Linked DNA regions of Zea mays: region 2 is linked to region 1. A link is a contact called in public Hi-C data. All regions are on one chromosome and are shown on one strand. Each heading gives the region's core, a stretch centred on a gene start, on an enhancer-like site or on the middle of the called end of the contact. The rest is flanking DNA. Distances are from core to core; before and after follow the strand shown.

What was found. Hi-C and Micro-C count contacts between places; a contact is called where the count stands out from the background.
Region 2: a contact with region 1 is called in a Hi-C map of ear, with 1.7 times the contacts expected there. The contact joins the promoter of CNR1 here to the promoter of LOC100280295 in region 1. A contact is called at or near these places in 2 of 25 Hi-C or Micro-C datasets (ear and tassel).

Annotation. Positions count from the first base shown.
Region 1 is chr4:183,491,662-183,495,478 of Zm-B73-REFERENCE-NAM-5.0, reverse strand. LOC100280295 (putative endo-1,4-beta-mannosidase family protein) reads right to left here and starts at 1,316. Exons shown (of 4, transcript NM_001153222.1): 1 at 794-1,316; 2 at 359-553; 3 at 1-279. The coding sequence starts at 1,132. It also overlaps LOC100280272.
Region 2 is chr4:183,688,247-183,691,983 of Zm-B73-REFERENCE-NAM-5.0, reverse strand. CNR1 (Cell number regulator 1) reads left to right here and starts at 1,422. Exons shown (of 4, transcript NM_001372154.1): 1 at 1,422-1,675; 2 at 1,838-1,909; 3 at 1,993-2,205; 4 at 2,326-2,623. The coding sequence starts at 1,489. The coding sequence ends at 2,423.

The DNA of each region.
Region 1 (3,817 bases), core at 67-2,566:
GAGATGAAGTCGGTGCCGACGGTGTACCCTCCCGGGTTGAACTGGCGCTTGCGGTCGGGCGTGGACTCGATCGCCGTAGAAGCCCTCGAGCCCGATCTCTACCGTGTGGTTGGGATCCACGGACTTGACGTAGCTGGCCATCTCCGTGATCCAGGCCTGCAGCGTCTTCCCGGAGAGGTCGCTCTGGCAGCGAGGCTCGTTCATGAGCTCCCACGCGAAGATGGCAGGCTCGTCCTTGTACGCCACTCCCGTCATCTTGTTCACTCTCGTGAGGACTGCCTGTGAGAATGGTGCATCATATCAAGCGTCTTGAGATGGTTATTATATCAAGCGTCTATGGAGTGCGTGGTCGACGGGCCTTGACATGGTTCTTGTAGAACCCTTTGGTCACGCTGTCGGTGAAGAAGTCGTCATCAGAATTCAGGCTGTGCCCCTGGGTTCTTGCCCACTGCACGTACTGCTTCTTCCCGCCGTACCCGTCCCAGTTGTTCACCAGGCTCAGGATCAAATGGATCCCGCGCTTCTTTGCTTCGGATATCACATAGTCTAGACCCTGCAGAGAGACATCCATGTCACATTGGCAGCTGAAGATTTTTTTTTTCCGCAGAACAATAATCCATGCATGCATGTATATAGCTCCAAAAAATCAGAACTGAAAAGCCGAAATATATACGAGAGGGGAGAAATTAAGTTGCTATACGCGTAAATAGCGTGATATCTAAAAAAAAAAAAATAGCACGTGCGCCCAGGATTGATTGCCTCGCCGGCGTCCGACACGAGATGCAGGGCATACCCTGAACACCTCCTCGTCGTACACCCCGGGCGACACCTGCAGCGCGCGGTAGCCGCCGTCGCTGAACGCCCACGTCCGCACGAGCGTGGCGCCGAGGCGGGCCGCCTCGTCCAGCGCGGCCGTCGCCTTGCTCCGGTCGGCCGGGTCCGACGCCATGTACATGAGCCAGTACGCGTTGAAGCCGTTCGAGTAGAACGGCCGCCCACCGATCGTGAAACGTGTCCCGCTCGCCCTCGCGAAGGCGGCGTCGGCGCCGTGTCCGGTTCGCACGAGTGCGGCGGCCGTTAGGGACAGGACGACGGCCAAACCAAACGAGATCTCCCGTCTGCTCTTCGCCATTGTCACAGAGCTAGCCGACGTTGCGATGATCGGCAAGATGCAATCTTGCAACGTGAACGACGACGTCGGTCAGTGTACGTTTATTTGGTACGTGTGTGGGCACGTACCAAGCACTTGGGCACGCTGGATTGTGTGTGTATATATAGTAGCGGCGATAGGTCGTGCCATGGCTATGGCAAAGAGCAGAGGCGATCGAGACGTCCGTCATGACTCATGACGATACGTGCTTGTGCGACCTTGCGTGCACAGTTCGTTTGCCTCTTCGGGTGCCGTCTTGATGAGCATGTCATTGCACGAAACTGCAAACTGCCTGTGCGTGGGGAGACCAGGAGACGGCGGCGGGCCGTTTGGTTGGAGGAAGATGAAAGGATGTTCCAATGTCCCATGCTGTTGGATCGTCACGCCGAGGAAGTTGTGCAAGAAGACGTGTTATGCGTGATGATACAAGTGGACGTGTTAGCTGTTAATGGATTCGCTTAAGAAATATTGTCAATGGATTCGCTTAAGAATATACATGTAACTATAAATTATAACGAGACTATAGCACACCAATGTATTTTTTTCAGACATAAGTATTATATTAGCTACATATGGATATTAAATTAAATGAAAGAGTGGAGACATATACCAGCTGAATAGAATCCTAAAACCATTTGTTTGCATGTTTAAAAAAAAGCGCTTTGATGCTTTGTAACATTTCCTAATTCCTGGTATATTGAACAAAAAAATATGTTACTTTTTCGCAATTTTTGAACAAGTCCGATTAATTGTAGTACGATGCTCACATGTTAAAGCTTCCCAATTCAAAATTTCATCTTCTTAAAAAGATCAATCACCTTATCAATACTGTTGGCTGAAAACACATCTTTCTACGCATAGCATATTTGGCAATCACACATGAACTGATCACTCAGCTTGTTTCTCAACCTTTTTTACAACACTCATAACTGAAACATGTTTGCACTGAAGTTGTGGCAATCCACAATATTAGTAGTAGCTTTAAAGGTTGATAGGCGAAAAGGAAACTAATAAGCTTATTTGTTTGCAACACTAGTTTAGCTAGATCGATCAACAGTCCCATCCAAATTGTCAAACCTTCTACATGCTTTCACGTTGTCAGTGTATATAACAAGTTCAAAGTCAAGACCATTCAATTTATTTGAATCAAAATCATATTGATAAAGCTTAGGTAGCCTTACTATTGTTTCTTTGTTAAAGGCAAGAAATGAGTCATTTGTGTTAAAAGTCGCCACGTGATCCAACAATGCATAATTTACCTCACCGAAACTGTCATCGAGCTCTTGAAGTTGCCAATCAATAACATAATTAAAAGCTTCTATTTAGTATTGATGGAGTTTTCTTTTTTGGTTTTCTTTCGTGGTGCGTGCCTATTAGCATATTCCTCATGCATGTTTCCATCGCAAAATAAGTATGTCTTCTTCAAGAGTGAGTTCCATCCATTCTCTCTTACATTTTGCAGCTCGTTTCTTGTTGCACTCACACATGACATGACATTCAAAATATCTTGATCCTTCCTTTGTAATGATTGTGACAAAGTATTTGCACTTTCCAATACATGGAGCATCATGTGTAAATAAAACGGTGTCAAAGATAATAATCGTGACAGTCGTGTTTTTAGATGAAACATTGTCAAGAGAGACGACTCCGTAGTCCGTACGGTGGCTACAGATCAGAAAATCGTGAGGGTCGTACCTCAAGGAGAGGACGTGGATGTCCCCCATATGAGATACTGATAGCCACATTAGAGCATTGGACCCCATTTAAAATGAGATCTCATGAGATCTTTAGAGGACTAAATAAAAAATGAGACATTCTCCTCTCATAAAGATCGTCTCTACACAACTCTCTGTAAATATTGTCTATTAACAAAATTTATGATATAAGGACTTATGATTGTACCATGTTGTCTCTTAATTATCTCTTGTGCATAAAAAAAACTGATCAAGAGGCTTTGTACGTGCCCTAACGGAAGTTGGAGACGTTTATCATGTTCACCAAAAAGGAGGGGAAATAGGGTTTTTGTCGTCTCAGTTACAAATTCCACTCGCTGCGAACCAATAAACAAACAAGCCAAGTTTCAGTGCTGGACCGCAAGCCTCCAGAACTGAACCAAACAAGTTTCAAAATAAGGAAGAGAGCAAGCTGCATTCTAAAGGCGCAGCACTGACTTTTTTCCGTTAGGTCTGTAATGCGCCCATGATTTGGGTTACATACACAATTTCCATGAAAGCTACACATGAAGCAGGATGAATATCAGCTCAATCCAGATTCTAACTAGCATGAAGCTCGTGAAACGAGCTTTTTTACCGGGTGTACAGAGTCATCGTCGCAGGCTATACAGCAGCAGATAGTAGTCCACACCATTAGCTACATGAGTGGATTTAGCTCGATGACTTTCTTTGTCTGCTGCTCCATAATAATATCTTGTTCATCAGATTGTGCAAATCGCATTGACAATTAGGCCATGTAGTCAAAATCCAACTGACTTCACATCCATAACTGTTGCCTGAGAAGAGCTCTTGAGAAAGATAGACACTTCTTTGTCTGCTGCTCCATAATAATATCTTGTTCATCAGATTGTGCATATCTCATTGACAATTAGGCCATGTAGTCAAAATCCAACTGACTTCACATCCATAACTGTTGCCTGAGAAGAGCTCTTGA
Region 2 (3,737 bases), core at 173-2,672, 200 kb before region 1:
ACTTTCAAGTGAGGAATGGTCATGCTACCAGATTCTGGAAGGATATTTGGTTAACCAGTCGACCTCTTAGTGAGCAATTCCCGAACCTGTTTAATATAGTGCGTAACAAATCGGCCTTGGTTGTAGACGTCTTTTCAGATTCAAATCTTAATTTATCTTTTCGCCGAACAATTAGGGGAATTAAAATGGTGGAATGGCACAACTTGTTAAACTTGCTAACTACGATTACTCTGAATCCGGCTAGGGACAATTTTGTTTGGGATGGTCATAAGAATGGAATTTTCTCTGTCCAATCGATGTACCATCTTTTGATGAATAATTCTAACAGCAATCGGAGTAAGATGCTTTGGAGACTTAAGCTCCCTCTGAAAATAAAAGTTTTCCTGTGGAATTTATGTCGGGGAGCGATCCTCACTAAAGATAATTTAGCTAGAAGGCGTTGGAATGGTAGCTTGACCTGTAGCTTTTGCAACAACAATGAGAGTATACATCATCTCTTTTTTGATTGTTACATTGCCAAAAGTATATGGAGAATCATTTACTTTGCTTTAAAAATAGACATGCCCATTAGCATTAATCATATTATCGGGTCTTGGGAATCTAATAATGCTCTGGCATACAAAACATTATTACTGACTGGAATATCCGCTTTATTTTGGTCCATCTGGCTCTGTCGAAATGAGGTGGTGTTTAATCATAAACCAATACCATCAATTGTGCAGGTTATTTTCAGGGTTACTCACTGGTTCAGATTCTGGAGACTTCTACAGAAGGAGGAAAAGCACCAACAAATTCTCGATGCCTGTCGAGCTTTGGAGGTGGTGGCGATGGAAGTTTTTGCAATGCATGGATGGCGCTCGAATGCAAGAATTGAAGATGGCTAGTGTTTTCTATAGTCATGGCATTTTGTTTTCTTTGAGTTAGTTTAATTATTCAAGCAATTGCTCTATGGTCCAATAATCGTTATGTAATGGCTGTACGCATTTGTATGCTAAAGCCGGAACTCTTGTTTCCATAATCAAAAAAAAAATAGAAAAGACAATACATGCTGCTGCGACTGTGCATCGGAATCGCGGGATGTGCAAATATACTAATGCTCTCGTGTTTAGTGCAGTAACCAAACCCTTCCTTGATTTGATATTAAGGAACTGCATCTGCATCGGATTCCCGTTGAAAAGTAACGCGGCATTATTTATTGGTATGGTCACCTAAAATACTATTTTATAATATAGACCGTATTATTTATATAATAGATTTTGAAATAGATAATGGAGATAATTAAGCTGTTGAAGATAGCCTTTAACTAGTTAGTACCGCAGTACGTGAGTGGTGACTTGAGGGAGACCTCTCGAGTCGAGTCTTGCCGACCTGGGGCCTGCTGCGCCTGGATGAAGAGCTGTGCTGAGAGAATCATTAAAGCAGCACCGGGTCCTTGCTTTGCGCGTTGCTGTTCGCATAAACAAGAGATCCTAGTTCTACTCCCAAGCAATGTATCCGTCAGCCCCTCCGGACGCGTATAACAAGTTCAGCGCCGGGGCTCCGCCAACGGCGCCGCCGCCGCCGGCAGCGTACCAGCAGCAGCAGCACGGGGCGAACATGGACACTTCACGCCCCGGCGGCGGGCTGAGGAAATGGTCCACCGGCCTCTTCCACTGCATGGACGACCCGGGGAACTGTAAGTCGTTCGTTCGTTCGTTCGTTCCCCTTCTTCTCCAGATACATACAGTTCAATAGTTCATAGGAGGCCAGACAGATTCCAGTGAATATGGCTAGCTATTCGAGCTCAGTTAGTTACCACTTGACACGCGTTTCTTTCTTCCATGGCGCCCACGCCCAGGTCTCATCACATGCCTGTGCCCCTGTGTCACGTTCGGGCAGGTCGCTGACATCGTGGACAAGGGCACCTGCCGTGAGTCAATCAATCTCTTTCCTCTGGTTTTCTCTCCTGAAACAACTCAGTCAGATCTCGCCGACTCACTGTGGCTTTGGCAGCATGTATCGCGAGCGGACTGGTGTACGGGCTCATCTGCGCGTCGACGGGGATGGGGTGCCTGTACTCGTGCCTCTACCGGTCCAAGCTGAGGGCCGAGTACGACCTGGACGAAGGGGAGTGCCCGGACATCCTGGTGCACTGCTGCTGCGAGCACCTGGCTCTGTGCCAGGAGTACCGCGAGCTCAAGAACCGCGGCTTCGACCTGGGGATCGGTAAGCGCATGCAGTGCAAATTGCGTTCTATTACGTGCGTGTGTGTGTGCGCGCGCGCGCGCTCATAACCATACGGCCTGCTGAATGTCGTCGTCCTCGTGTATGTGTTTGTGCGAGAAGGCTGGGAGGCTAACATGGACCGGCAGAGACGAGGAGTTGCCGGCGGCGGCGCGGTGATGGGGGCGCCGCCGGCCATACCGCTGGGCATGATTAGGTAGATGATTGATTGATGCGAAATGGCAGAACTTGCTTTCGTGGTTCTTTTGTTTGACTATGTAATGTATCTTCGTTTCCATCGATTCTATGTAATTTAACTGTCCTTTTTTTTGCTCTCTATTGTGGAGGACGCTGGGTGTGAATAGCACTGTTTTGGATGGGTTTGTGATTGGTCTAGATGACTTATATAAGGTGCTTGTATACATTGTTTGTAGAGGGGAGTTCTAAATACGACGTGACATAGAGAATATAATAGGAGAGCTGCAGGAGTGCGTGGGGAGCGTGGTTGCATGGTGTCACCTTTCCATGTGACCAACGATGGTGACAGTCTGGACTGGACCACTTGATTAGCATATGCAACAACACACCAGCACCAGAAGAAGCAATGCGATGCGACGGTGGATTGGAGTGTATTGGGTCAGATAGATTGGAGGTGAGCACTTACCTGACTGAAGCTCCAGGTTTTGTGGTGTGGCCGGCGAATGGCGATCACAGAGAAGGTTTCAGAGATTGGTCCGGCAGGCAGGCAGTCATCATACCAAAAGGACGTGGTTCGTCCATCACCCACCTTAACCGACGTAATGGCCTGATAAAGCGGGAGGAGGGTTTGCAGTTTGTCCCAATGATCTCCAGCTGGCTTAGCTAGCGTCCTGGTCCGATTGAATCCAGCGTGTCCAAGAGGATGACGCGGGTTTGTGCAGTTTGTGAACTAGCTTCAGGAGCAAGCAGCAGTTCTGAACATGCATATCAGTCACACCTAAACCTCCAAGGAGCTTTCTTTTGACAGACTTTATCCCAGGAGACCAGACAACGCGCACCAGTGGTGTTATCACGACCATTCCAGAGGAAAGCACGGCGGCGGGAGTCAACCTTTCTGACGATGCCACAGGGGGGATGAGCAATGCTGACATGACGTAAACCAGCTGTGAGGTAAGCAATGCACGGAGCTGACAAGGACCGTTCGACCGGCCGGGTTCAGGAGAAGAGAGCTCCAACCGGAGAGGAATCGGTCGGATTTCGGCAGTAAGGTATTGTGGATAGACAATTTGATTTTCGTGGTTGACAATGGGAGACCTAGATATAGCTCAAGGGGAGACTTTCAAGTTTGCACTGCAACACCGAGATGCAAGGCGCGATGCATTTTCGGAGCTGGCATGGATAGGGGCTAGGCTAGGGTACTCTTGTCGAAGTTGATATTCAGGCCAGTGAAGTTTTGGCAATGGTGCACAGAATTGTCTTGAGCTTGGAGTTGGAGATCCCTACATGGTCAGCACGGGTGATGATTATGGAGTACATCGGCGACAAGAAGGAAGAGA